2 separate regions of the Oryctolagus cuniculus genome follow, and region 2 is linked to region 1. Evidence: chromatin contacts called from public Micro-C data. All regions are on one chromosome and are shown on one strand. Each heading gives the region's core, a stretch centred on a gene start, on an enhancer-like site or on the middle of the called end of the contact. The rest is flanking DNA. Distances are from core to core; before and after follow the strand shown.

Evidence for each region. Hi-C and Micro-C count contacts between places; a contact is called where the count stands out from the background.
Region 2: a Micro-C map of ear pinna shows a contact between it and region 1, with 4 times the contacts expected there. The contact joins two enhancer-like sites. A contact is called at or near these places in 3 of 6 Hi-C or Micro-C datasets (ear pinna, skin fibroblasts and an unstated tissue).

What each region holds. Positions count from the first base shown.
Region 1 is chr14:13,632,070-13,639,306 of mOryCun1.1, reverse strand. All of the region lies in intron 83 of ADGRV1 (adhesion G protein-coupled receptor V1), which reads right to left. Among named protein-coding and RNA genes, the nearest start is that of ADGRV1, 360 kb to the right of the region's middle. Within about 2 kb of position 1,721, at least 1 of the 8 cell types and tissues checked has an H3K27ac peak or open chromatin away from gene starts, as enhancers often do. A contact at or near this core is called in ear pinna, where this site is marked.
Region 2 is chr14:13,800,885-13,808,223 of mOryCun1.1, reverse strand. All of the region lies in intron 86 of ADGRV1 (adhesion G protein-coupled receptor V1), which reads right to left. Among named protein-coding and RNA genes, the nearest start is that of ARRDC3, 330 kb to the left of the region's middle. Within about 2 kb of position 3,888, at least 1 of the 8 cell types and tissues checked has an H3K27ac peak or open chromatin away from gene starts, as enhancers often do. A contact at or near this core is called in ear pinna, where this site is marked.

The sequences.
Region 1 (7,237 bases), core at 472-2,971:
AGATGAGGAAACAGCCTTGACAACGCGAAGATGCTTCAAGTTCATGCAGAACCGTCATTGCATGCAAGGCTGCCGGTTGCAAAACTACTTGAACTAGTCTTCCTGCTTTCATCCCCGCCCCACACATTCTAGATCCAACGCAGAAGGCGGAGGGATTCCCCTGGAAGGTGAGGTCTCATCAGCCTGCACACAAAGCCGCCGGTGGTTTCCCAACTCCTTTACGAAACACCCTACGAGGCCCTCTTACTGCCTTCTACCATCGTTCATCCTCCTGGCTCAACCTAGGCTCTCTGTTCCCAGGATGCACCTCAGGGAAACCCTAGCTTTCCCCTTCATCTGAAATGTTCTCCCTCATTGCTTGCAGATCCCTGCTCTAATAACACTGCCTGCTTGGAGACACTTTGGGCAGCCTCCACACATAAGTTAGCTCTGAGTCTACCACTCTCAATCCTTTCTCACCATCACTCTTTTGCATGCACTCAATCCTTACCCGGTGTGGCACCCTCGCCCAGCCGCCACCATCACCAAATATCAATGCCATCCATACAGAGATTCCATCTGCATGCTCACTGTTAACAAAATGCAGGATACAGCCCCACACATAGAGGATACTCATTAAGGGACTGAATTGTTGGAACCAGTCTCAAACTCCAACACAACAAATTGGAAAAGTTATGCTTTTTAAGCAAATGAACCGATTTCAACATTCAGTGCATTTTAACCGTTCAGAGTGATGTCTCTTTTTGTAGGTCTAATTCCATCCACGGGGCCCACATGTCAGAGTGCAAGAAGCAATGATGAAACTGACTTTTCTCAGGTGCTACTGAGACAACGTCCCCTTCATGGCGTTGTGTCTGCCATTTCTGTGTGTGCTTACTCATATGCATGTGCGTGTGCATTTACACACACACACACACACACACACACAGCAATCCTGCAGTCTCTGTGTTCATCTGAAAGCCTTCCCTGACAGCAATCCCAGTTTGCTTTTTCTAATGCTGGGTTTTACTATGACTCAGTAGTCTCAAGTGTCTACCATTGAGATACACTTTGGGATCTCTATGTTGCAACACATGAGAAAAAATACTGTGGAGAGAACTACTATTTTAAATGCAATTAGAGAACTTTTGGCTTATATTGATATCGAATAGATTGTTTTTCTAACCAAGTAAGCTCCTTGCTGCAAACAGGACTTAGAAAATAAGTACCAATTGAAATATTTAGAAGACATTTTTGCTTGTTTTTAATAAACAAAAGAGCCCATTTCCACTAGCAAACAGAGGCTGGGTGCAAAAAATCTTTAGCTTTGCAACAAACCCAGAAAAGCAGAAGAAACAAACACGGAAGATTTGCTGGTCAAAGTCTGGTGGTGGCTCACGGAAGCGCTTGTGAAGAGCGACCCCTGGTGGGCAAATGTACTCAGAGCAGACGGGAAGAGATGGAAAAGTACCCTTGATACGAAAATGAAATGGGATATTTGGGAAATCATACTGCTAGCGAAAAACAATTCACAGCCTTGCAAACTCATTTCCTAGCAAGTCACCACTTCCTTGAATTCTCTCACCTGCTGAAATGATTACATACGGATATATCCACGAGGAAAATAAACTCTACGGTCCTGCAAAGTTTGAGAAATCCCTTCTAGCAAGTGGAAAATTTATACCAGTGGGTGCAGGAAAAGAAAAGAAAACTAAGTAATGTCACAACCTTAAGCTAGAGCCCTTCTTAGATCTCCAGTTTCAATTTGGTGCCTCCACGGGTTGAGACCATGCAGAGCACGTGTTAAGAAGCTCATGGGAGATAGAGGTTAAAAATTAAGTTTATTCTCATGCAAGAAGTATTTGGTCTCTATGCATATTCTTTTCATAATACATACTCCCATGAACTTTTGGAAGACCACTGTTTAATTAAACTTTACAATTTCAGGTGCCCAGATTTGTAGAAGCAAAATTAACATTCATTAATTTGCAACGAGATGTCTGTCAGGAGACTGATTTCATTTCTGTCCATCAGCTAGGAAACTTGACTAATTATGCAATACTAGTGAAGCAGGGATGGACAGTTATTAAAATATTTCTCCTAAGATATTGTGCTGTCAATTTTAATTGCCTGTTTGTTGACTCAGACTCTGCTTTCCACACTTCAATTTAATCATTTATATAGAGTTTGCCTCATTAGCACAAAGTTATTTTTCTTACAATTTGTGATTTTAAAAGATTTACTGATTTCTAAGCAGAATTATTTTCCTTTGAGAAAAGAAAACATTTTACCTAATGAAATTTATCAGGTGAGGCATCAACAGGAGAACTGAACTAAGAGAAATTGGATGTACAGAAACTGTTTGAATGTACCCAGTTCCATTAAGGGAGCTAGATACAGCCTTGGGTAAGTGACTAACTTTGCGGTAACTGAAGCTTCCATCTCACCCCTCTGGTCTAAGTCTTCACCTCCCCCATCAGTGGTAGAAGTGCCGCTGCTTTGATACCTGCCACTTGGCCACTTAGCCCTTGCTTCCCAGTCCAGCCCACACCCCTCCCAGCCATCCGTTTGATCCTTTTTCCATTCACATACGACAGTTCTGTAGGAGCTGCCTGCCTTCTCTGGTGATACCTGCTCTGTCTGGACACTCTTCCAGTAAGCACCCCAGTCCCCATCCTCTCTCCACCTATTTAAATTCAAGGCATGTGTTTAGCCTAGTGGTCAAGACACCGGTTCTGACTGCTACATTGCACACTGGAATACCTGGGTTCAATACCTGGTTCTACATCTAATTCCAAATCCCTGCTAAGGCAGACCCAGGGAGACAGCAGTGACGGCTCTAGTTGGGTCCTTGCCATCACACAGGAGATCTTGATCAAGTTCCCGGCTCCTGGCTTCATCCTGGCCCAGTTCTAACAAGTACAGGCATTTGAGGAGTCGACCAGCCTGTTTCTCTGCCTGTCAAAGAAAAGAGTCTATATATCCTTCAGTCCCTAGCTCACGTGTCATTTAGTCCAAGTCACCTTTGAAATGAACGTCTCCTATGGGATGAGTGAGGTGGCCCCTTCCTGGGCTCTCATGGCACAAATTCATGAGTTTTATCTTAGAATTGCTCCTGTGCTAGAATGTTCTGTGTTAATGGCACCCTGTCAAAATCAGGCACTGCTCATCCCTGGCTCCCCGCACAGTGTACAGCTCACAGGGGTTCTCTGCAAGTGTATGTGGTGTTGCATATTCTACACTATACAGATTCTCACATTGCGAGAGAGATTTCACTAAAGCCCAGGTAAAACTATGCTCACTGTGCTGGAAACCACAATTCTTCTTCATTGCCATTGAACAGAGTCAGTTATAGCCGTGCACAATCAAGTTGATGAGGACAATAAAAATTACTCTGTAATCACAAGATAATTATGGCTTCTACTCAGAAATTTAGACTCATGCAAATTTAAAAATAAATCTCTAATACTTAAAAATATTAAAATTTTGGCTAACACGAACATTTGGTTCCTTTTTTATTTGATTAAAAAAAACTTAAGCACCCACACAGAAAACAGACTATTTCACTGGCATGTATCCATACACAGAATATGGAGTTATGAAAATCCACACATAAAATCCCCAGGACAAGGAGATAGCATCACCATTGGGTCATTAGGACTTTTAGAAGACCGGAGGAACGTTCCTGGGCCAATTAAGCCCATAATGAAAACATTGTTTTTAAATTGGCATCTTCCTCACTCTATCTGTGTGTTTTTATTCAGAGTTTGCCAAAAGGACCCATCACATGCTTCTGGCATCACGTCCCTGCTGTCAGACCAGCAGGCAAAGTCAACACTGGCCTGGGCGCTGCTAGTGACAGAGCCGAACCACCTGACCCTAAAGCTCCGGAAGCTGCCCCAGCAAGACATCTCACCGGCACCTGCCCCCAGAGCCATACTGTTAAGAAATGGGTTTCTTCCCCAATGATTTCCTAGACAAAGCCCATCACAGAAAAAGGAAATGGACAACAAATTAGATCCCCACAGGTCAGGCCATTCAAACCGAAGCCAGCGCCTTTGGCAGAAGTTAATGTACACTTTAAATATAGATTCGTCTCTAAGTTTAGCTATTAGACAGCAGTGTGAGAAGAAAGAAATAAAGTGTGAACAGGAAAACAAACCTTCCTTAAAAATGATTTCTTGGAGATTTTGTAGTTCACAGTTATCAATATACTTTCCTTATTATTGTACAAAAAATACATAACAGGTATACTTATATATCAGTCATAACTTAAATGTATTCAATGCAGGAGAATCCATATTAGACCAAGTAATACTCAAAAGCTACTTAGAAAAGATTGGCTGCATTATAAATAGCTTTAAAAAAGAATGGTACTGATAATATCTTTTAACTTCCAAGATGTATATACTTGGGTACATATTTCAGATTTATATTCCCATATAAATTTAGATTTTATATATTTAAATCTATGTATTTTAAAAAAATCTTCAACTGATTTCATGGAAAATTCCTAATTAGTGATGCTATTTTATGATATATGTTAAAATTTAGAAGCAGTTTCTATCATTTAAAAGATGCATTATCCTTTATAACAGATCATATTATGTAATTTGTTTATAAAAATATCCTCTTAGCCAATGGCTCTTTTACAGGCATAGCAAAGAACTGGGATATTTTTTAAATGCACTGAATTCACACCAATTTACAGGACACACACATGTAACGCTCACATGTTTAAAAGGACCGAGTCCCGGTGGGCACAAATGCTTCTATTTCTCATGCAGATACATGGTTTGGTTGGTTCATTGCTGAAAATATCCACATTCCAGGAGCGATTTCTTCCACAACTAAATCAGGCTATCAACATCAACATACTGGGAGCCACCGTGCAGCACCAGGGGAGGTCTTGAGGACACCAGATTGCACAAGGTGCAGTTCCTACACGAAGAACGTACAGCTCGCGACAGACAACACGTCAGTAACCCACGACTGTCAACTTGAGAAACGCAACCTCTGAAGCCCAAGCACCTGCAGAGTCCGACCACGTGGGGATTCACTCCAAATGCATCCCAAGCCATTAGCAGAGAGCTGGATCAGAAGAGCAGCAGCCAGGACGGAACCGGCGCCCCCTCTTTCCATTTTTTTAAACTTCCCCTAATTGTCATGGTACTTACTGAAACCCCTCTTATAAACGTCATTAATAAGCAGATGCCCACCACATCCAGTTGTCATTCATTTCTCATCTTTTCTATGTTGCTTCCCACATTCTGCTTTGTGAAACTCTTGCTACCATTTTATTGTAAAAATCATATCAATGCTATCATGTAAATGATTTAAAGGTTAAAGGTGAGAATTCCTGTGCCTTCTCCCCCTTTAAGAATTCCTCAGGGGGCTGGCTCAGCTAAAGCTACCACCTACAGTGCTTGCATCCCATGTGGCAAGTGGTTTGAGACCCGGCTGCTCCTCTTCCAATCCAGCTTTCTGCTATGGCCTGGGAAATCAGTAGAAGATGGCCCAAATCCTTGGGCCCCTGCACCTGCATGGGAGACCTGGAAGAAGCTGTTGTGGCCATGTGGGGAGTGAACCAGCAGATGGATGACCTTTCTCTCTCTCTCCTCTCTCTCTCTGCCTTTACTTCTATAACTCTCCCTTTCAAAAAGAAAAAAAAAAAAAACAGAACTCACTAGAGTTCAAGTTCTCAAGTGCCCTGTGTATTCCTCCACGACTGTGCACTGCTTCCTGCCTTGCTGGAGGTGCCACGTGTCCAAATGCAAACGGTGAGTCAGAGGCCAGGCCAGACCCAGGGTTCCGCATCTCTAACAAGCTTCGCAGGGATGCCCGTGCTGCTGGACTGCACACCACCTTCTGAGGAACAGAGGCGTATGCCCGGCCAACGGGGAAAGCAGCCATGAACTCTGCTTTCGTGCAAGGTTAGCCAGGAGAGCTGCTGATAGGAGGCAACACTTGGCTAGGAAAAAGGGAGTTAGAACTAAGGTGACCACACTTCAGAAACACAGACATACAGCTGTGGCAATGCACGGCATGGTAAAGCGACAAGGAGCCAGCAAATGCATTCACAGTATAGAACGTGTGGAGCAAGAGACAGGAAAAAGGCCATGGAAATAATCCAAGTTTGGATGATGACAGTTCTAGACACCTGTCACGCATGATGGAGTTGATCCCATCAGCATTTCAAGGGCCCCAGAGAGATACTGCACTTCTCCATTTCCCTGAAAGGAAGTAACAGAGTGTTGATATTCAGAAAGGTAACTGTGGCACTAGACGGGGAAGGAACTGGAAGAAGTAAATGCAACCAGGCAAAAGCTTCCTTGAAATACTTTTAGTGAGATGTCCAAGACTTATACTGCAGCAGTGCATTTGAAAGGGGCCAAAACGCAGCTCCCTAGGCACAGCACGGGATGTGTGCTTTGGTGGTACAGAGTGATGGCTTGGGGGCGGCAATCCACTTAGACCCGTTACAGCTGGCAGAATGTGAACAGAAGTGATCTAGTAACTTAGTCCTCAAGTAAGAATACATTTTTGACCCTGGACTTGCAAGATGCTCCCTCCTCCAGGCTGCAGGGCGACCCTAGACATGGAAGAGGTGCTGTGGTGTGAGGCATGAACCTGCCACTCGGAGTCCAGATGCGGCCTGACCTGAGGCTCTCACCGCAGACACGTGGAGGAGGGCAAACAAACAGGAGAGACCTCACTGAGGATGTACATGTGTTATTACATGCCTTGTTCCAGCGGCACAGTCTTTGCTTTCAGCCTCCTGGCCCATAGAGTGATTTAAAGAGCTGTGAAAGGGAAAGGTGGCTAGGGAGTGCAGAAGGACGGAACTCAAGGGCACAGCCCAGAGTCGACAGCCCGTTGTCATCACTGGAAGTTCATGAAAAGAAGTGAGTGCGGGCCTGAGGAGAAGATAATAAACTCACATTTTGCAAGATGAAGTTTATGGAGCTTACAGGATATCCTGCTGGAGTTGTTTAGTAGGTTTTTACATAAACAGCCTGGACTCATGAGAACACGGAAGCTTTGTGGCAGCCACGGGAGGCTGGGAGCACAGTCAGGTTGTGCAGTGACAAGAGAAGGCCGCCAAGACACAAGCGACCAATGCAAGCAGGAAGCTGCTCATTTGACAACATCAAATGAGAAAGACAAAATAAGAGCTAAAGAACACACTTGTACTGAGACAGCACTTTTATGAAGGTTAAAAACACACAAAGGCATGGATGTGACCTAGGAACATGCA
Region 2 (7,339 bases), core at 2,639-5,138, 170 kb before region 1:
GCTCCTTTCTTGTAATACTTTCTGTGCCTTGATACCCATTTTTGAGAAACAACCTTGGGAACCCCATTCTAAGGCCACATTATAGAGTCCACATTCTATCTGTTTTGCAAATGAGTACGCCTGGGGATGAGGAAGGGTGAGAACGGTTCCTCTCCTAGACTACCACCTGCTGGGCTGTTCAGGAAGTACCAGGAACCACAGCCCTGTAAATCTTTAAAGAGTGTACCATCAGAAAATGGGAGGCAGCAGTGTGCTCTAGAAATTAGCATTCCAAACAGGCATTTAAAAATAGAAAGGCTATACAAATTTTGCACATGTGCTGGAAAAACAGGAATTCATTTTTCTGACTAATGGCACCAAAAATCTATTGCTAAGTTTAGAGCAAAGATAAAATGATCCATCTACTACCATGAACACTGAGCTTACTCTATCCATTGTGTTCTTGTGTGACTGCTTCAATACTTTTCAGCTCAGACTTCTCAAAGGCCCAGAAATTCATTGCCCATTTCACTTGTCTATTTTGATTTTTCTTTGATATTTTGATTTCAGAAACAATAATCTTAGAGAAAGGCTTATAACTGGAAATGGACAAGTTACATAAGATGAAGGAAGTAAATCAGTTGTCAGCTGTCACAGATTTCACAGCACAGTTTCAAGCTGCTGAAAGACAAATTGAGGATACCACAGGATTGGACCTCTGACCTGATGGCTCACAACAGAGCCTAGAGTCCTGAGTTACCCAACAGCAAGACCCTTATGCACCATGGACAGGAACAGTTCAATACAATGGTAGAACAATTTTAAGTTGTATTTTATTTTGAAATGTTTTCAAATGTATAGAAGAGTTGCAAACGCAGTACAAAGGTTTTTTATTAAAGCGTTTGAAGGTTGTTGGCCCAATCACCCACCACCCTCTGCATACTTCAACACAGATATTCTGTAAAGACATTTTTCTGTTTTTTTTTTTTTTGTTGCTGTTGTTTTTTTTTTTTTGGCGGGGGAAGGGGCGGGGGTGGGAAGGAAATCAGTAAGAGGAAGAAGTGAGCTCCCTTTGGCTAGTTCACTCCCTAAACACTCTTGATGGCTTCACTAGACTTGGCTGATGCTGGGAGATAGGAATCAATCTAGGCATTTCAATGTGGGCTGAAGGCATTTTAATAACTAGGTCAAATGCTTGCCCCTATAAAGACATTTTCCTACATAAACACAACAAGAAATTAATGCTGTTACATTACTACTACCCTTGGATCTCATGCAATGATTCTAATAATTTCATCTGTAGAAAATCCAGATTTGCACAGCTGATGTCCCTGTAGTCTCCTTAATCCCAGATGGTTCTTTTGTGTCCTTCATGATCCTGATCCTTTTTCATAAATGTATTTACTTTTATTTATTTGAAAGATAGAGTAACACAGACAGACATACAGATCTTTCATCCTCTGTCTCACTCCCCAAATGTTGGAACAGCTAGGACAGGAGTATGGAACTCAGTTTAGATCTCCAACAGAGGTGGCAGGGACCAAGTACTTGGGCATTACCTGCTACCTCCTGGTGTGTAACACCAGGAAGCTGGAATCAGGAACTCAGCTGGGAGTCCAAGCCATGCACTCTGATAAGGGATGCAGACTTCTCACACAGCACCATAGCCAATGTGCCGAAAGCCTGCTCCTCATCCTGACACTTGTCATGATTACCAGCCAGGTTCTCGTAGCAAGTACTTAAATTTGAATCTCTTACGATGCTAAGTCTCATGCTAAGATTTAGATTACAAACTTTGGCAGAAATCACACTAGTAGTTGTGGGTTCTTCTTGTAAATTCTCTTGAGTGGCTTAAGAGAACACCCCCTTGACCAAAGGGAGTCATTTCAGTCACTAGATTAAGGCAGTGGCTGTAGATTCCCCACTGTACAGCTGGCCTTTGCAAAGGGAGCACCTTGGTCATTGCTAAGGATCTTGCATGGCATGGCTTTGAACCTGCAGATCCTTTTTCCTTGTCAAATGTTTGATGTATCCCTTTACTTATTTTTTATAAGAGGAACTCATGGGTTGCTACTTTATTTAGAGGACTATTCTCCATTACTATCATTACTTCTTTTGATAGCAAATTGCCTTTAATCTATGCCCCTTCAAAGTGCCCTCTATGCCTTTTCTTATGTCTGTACCCCTGCAGCTAGCACTTAATTAGTGGTCCAAGATGTTTCAAACTTACCCTGGGCTATCCTGCTTTCTGGGGAGCGGTATTTATTTATCTATTAATTAATTATTTGAGAGACAGCTCCATACACTGATTCTATTTGCTTGCTTGCTTGCTTATTATTTGAGAGACAGACAGAGAACTCCTATCCACTGATTCATTCCCCCAATCCCCGCAGCATCTGGGACTGGGCTGGGCTAAAAGTAGGAGCTGGGAATGCAATTCATCTCTCCCACGTAATGTGGGCGGGAACGAATTACTTGAGGCTTCACCTGAGCGGGGTGATGCATCAGAAGGAAGTTGGGATCAGGGCCAGAGCCGGGACATGAAGCCAGGTCCCCTGATGGGCACGTGGGCATCCCAACCATTAGGCAAATCGCCTTGAGGACAGTATTTATGAAGCAGGGTCTGGGGCCCACTACGATCATCGCTGTTGCTGCCCTAAGCTCTCTCAGTAGCCAGAGCTACAGAATGTACACACGTATTCTCATTCCCCAGCCCTTCTCTCTCTGGATCTAAGACCCCAGCGGATGCGGAAAACCACAGATAGTGCTGAACCTTATGCACGCCATGTTTTATCCATTCGTACATACTGCACACCCATGATAAAGTCAGTAACTTGTACTTCTCACTAAAAATCACTTTGGGGCGTCTGAATCGCTGATGTACTACCCTGTGCTTTAAGCCTAGTATTAAGTAAAATAAGGGCGACTGGAACACAAGCCCTCCGGTTCCACAGCAGCTGATTTGATGACCCAAGTGACTATTTAAGGGACTGTAATAGGTAGGTAGCACAGACAGTGTGGATATGCTGGACAAAGGGATGATTCACATCCTGGGAATGGGCAGAGCCTGATGGCACAAGATGTCATCACCCCACTCAGAACGGTGTGCAATTTAAAACTTACGAACTGTTTGTTTCAGATCAAGGTTTGTCCAGAGATTATGGAAACCACAGGAAGTGACACTGGGATGAGTGGATCTGTATATAGTTGTTGTTGTTGTTGGTTTTTTTTTTTTTTTTTTTTTTTTTTTTTACAGGCAGAGTGGACAGTGAGAGAGAGAGAGAGACAGAGAGAAAGGTCTTCCTTTGCCGTTGGTTCACCCTCCAATGGCCGCTTCGGCTGGAGTGCCGCGCTGATCAGAAGCTAGGAGCCAGGTGCTTCTCCTGGTCTCCCATGCGGGTGCAGGGCCCAAGCACTTGGGCCATTCGCCACTGCACTCCTGGGCCACAGCAGAGAGCTGGCCTGGAAGAGGGGCAACTACGACAGAATCCGGCACCCCAACCGGGACTAGAACCTGGTGTGCCGGCACCACAGGCGGAGGATTAGCCTATTGAGCCGTGGCACCGGCTAGAACTCCATATAGTTTTGTGTTAATCTCTACATATCGTGAAATTCATTAGATCACATCAATACTTCCAATTCTGACCCAATTGTTAATCCTAGTCCCTCCCATCATCGATCCTTTCTATATTTGTAACTACTTCTCTACTGGTAAGAAATCTATTTCTTATGATTCTCAATATATTTGTGTTTATCTATTTGGTGGACTCCTGTGTGTGTGGCCCATCTCCCACTGCCGCCATCCCTTCCCTTGTACAGTGGCTCCATTCTCCATCCTAGGTCTGATGCTTCATGCTGGCTGCACCCATCCCCATACAGGGATGCCCTCACAGCTGGGTTCTGATACTCACGCTGGGATGCCTTCCTGTGCATGTATATCTTGGAACTGTTTGATAGAGGAAAAGAAAGAATAAGAAAGCAAAGAATGAGAAAGGAAAAGAGGAAGAGGAAGAAGGAATTTGAGCATTTTTTCAAGAAAAGAACTTCCAACGGAGATTGTCCTTATCTTGCTTAGATATATCTTTCATTGAAGCACAACTTTATCCGAGTTACTACAACTGCATGGAGAGAAAATAATAAGTAAAAGTTGATATTGATGAGCAATTATTTAATCATTAATGCCTTTCAGAAGAGGAGGGCATATATTAAGATTTAATTTTTATAAAAATTCATTTTTGTTCAATGAAATTATATAATCGGAAAGAAGGCCAGAAGGCTCATTTTTACCTCTGACAAGAATAGGGAACTGGCTAAGCTGTGCTCACAAAATTTTTCAAAGATTAGGTATCAAGTCTGGCAATTGCATTCTTTGCTTCCACTGTGTAAGCACAAAATTCTATTTATGGCTCAGTGCAAAGTACAAAAGGACATGCACATTTTGCATGAACTGGGCACCAAATTTTCAAAATTTGGCCTGCACACTCCCCTAAGTGCCTAGAGCAAAGCCAGCACTGTGTGCTGACAGAGCTCAGTGCAAAAGCCAACAAAGCATACCAGGGTTGGCTAGAAACACCCATGGCCCATGCTTTTCTGGATCTCTGCAGAAAAGTGTGGTAGCTTGGCACCCCAGACCAGAAACTCGGCAAGGAAGAAAGCCAGTTGTAAATAACTCATTGCGTTTAACAGTAGACTCCAGGCTGGCTTTCCAGCCATGTGACAATGACTAAGACATGATTTCAGATGGGAGAAACGTGTTCAGAGACAATTCTGGATTTTGTGGGCCTGAAGCTTATAAAACTTGGTGGGAGGGAGGCGCTTCTTTAAAAACAAAAAATCACAAAACCGTAATTAGGGACAGGATCCCAGAAGGGGTCCATGCAAGGTGCGTTGAAACTTCCACAGTACTAGCACTCTGGCTGATCTGTCTCTGGGGAGGCACCATTCACCTCCCGGGGGGCCCCAGCAAAAGGAGCAGTGGTGTTGGGAGGGAGAGAGGGTGATGAAAGTTGGGTGGGGGGCATGATGTTGCTAAAGAGCTACCATGAATTGCATTTGATAGATGGAAAATTACTGCTTCATTTAATGAAAATTATTTTAGTTTCACAATTTCTAAGCTGTCATTTTACATTTGGTGAGCTGCTCATAACTTCTCTGTTTTCTCTAAATGTTTACTCGAGAAGGCATTTAGCACACTGGGAACAATTTATAATGCGGATTAATTAGCTAACATAAAGCAGAATTATTTCAGTGTTCTTAATAAAAAAGGAGGCTTCTAAAACGCCTTATTTGATACAGGAATAAGGGTACCTCTATAAAAACCATGTTGTCCAGAACATATAAAGAACTCCTACAGCTCAACAACATCAATAAACCTAAATAACCCAACTCAAAAATGGGCAATGAGGAACAGATGTTTAGCCCAGCAGTTAAGACACCAGTTATGCACCCACATCCCATATCAGAGTCCCTGGATTCAATATCCAGCTCTGGCTCCCAGCTCCAGCTTCCTGTCAATGCAGACTCTGAGAGGCAGTGGTCAGGCTCAAGTAGTGGGTTCCTGCCACCCATGGGGGAGACCTGGACTGAGTTACTGGCTCCCAGTTTTGGCCCATACTGGTCCTTGCCATTGTAGGCATTTGGGGGATACTTGGGTACAAGTGCATGCTCAGTCTCTCCAAAATGCAAGATAAAAAATGGGCAAAGGACTTATGCAAATGGACAAGAGGCACATAGAAAGATGTTCACCATCACTAGCTGTCAGGGATACAAAAATCAAAATCACAATGAGATAACTACTTCATAACTATTAAGATGGCTATTATTTAAAAAAAATTAAAAAAACTCACAGAAGATTGTGAGCGTTGGTGTGGATGTGGAAAAATTAGCACCTTTGCACATTACTGATGAGGATGCAGAATGGAGTAGTCCCTGTGGTGAACAAATTGGCGGCACCTTGAACAGTTGAACCCAGAATTACCATTTGAGCCAAAATTCTTCCAGGTATACATCCATAAAACTGAAATCATGGGCCCAAACAGATATCTGTAACACTAATGTTCATAACAGCATCATTCTCATTGGCCAAAAGATGGAGACAACTGGTATGTCCACCAACAGACAAATGGAAGAGCAAAATATGGCATTCACATACAATGGAATATTACCTAGTGCCACAGTCAGAAAGTGTCTCCCCCAACTTCATATGGTGAGACCTGATCACCAGGGATCGCAGTTAGGGAGTCAGGCATTGGGAGGTGGTTAGGTCATGGAGGTAGAATCCTTGGGAATGGGATTGGTGGTGTCGTATAAGAGGCCCCCAAAAGATGCCTTGCTCCTCCTGCCACATGAGGATACAGGAGGAACTGGGGCCTTCACCACACACTGAACCTCTGGCACTGTGATGCTGGACTCTGCAGCTACCAGAATTGTGGGAAATTGTTCCTCTTGTTTGTAAGCCATCCAGCCTATGGCATTGTGATGGCAGCCAAAGCAGGGTAAGAGACTCCAGCTTAAGAAAGAATGGAGGGGCAGGCGTTGTGGTGTAGCAGGCAAAGCTGCCGCCTGCAACGCCAGCATCCCACATGGGTGCCAGTTTGACTTGTGGTTGCTCCACTTCCAATCTAGCTCTCTCCTAATTAGCCTGGGAAAGCAGCAGAGCATAGCCCAGGGGCGTGGGCCCTTACACCCATGTGGGAGTCCTGGAGAAAGCTCCTGGCTTCAGTCTGGCCCAGGCCTGGCCATTGCAGCCATTTGGAGAGTGAACCAGGAATGGAAGATTTTTCTCTGTCTCTCCTCCTCTGTAACTCTGCCTTTCAAATAAATCAAGTAAATATTTTTAAAAAAGAATGGAATTCTGAAATATATTACAACATGGGTTATGTTAAATAAAATAAGTCAGACACAAAAGGACAAATACGTAATTCCACTTAGATGAGTTATGTAGAGCAGGCAAATTTATAGTTAGGACTTATTTTTTAATTCCATCTGTCCACAAACTTTTTGAAGTACCCTTGTATATGTGTGTACATAAATGCACAAATACATTTACATGTGTGTGTTTATATGTGGTCATACCATGTAAAAGCTAAAAGGAAAATATTGAGTTACTATTTAATAGACAGAGATTCTGTTTGAGATATGAAAAAGTTCTCGAAACAGCAGTGGTGAGGGTTGCACAGCATGGTGAGTGTTCTTACTGATACTGAGCTGAACACTTAAAGTGTAAAATTTTATGTTACGTGTATGTTGCTATTTTACATAGATTTATGTCCTGTATATTAAGGAAAGAGAAAGAAGCGTATGCTACATCAGGCTTGTGTCAAGATGAAGTTAAACCACAGGGAGAGAAAAAGAATAAAAG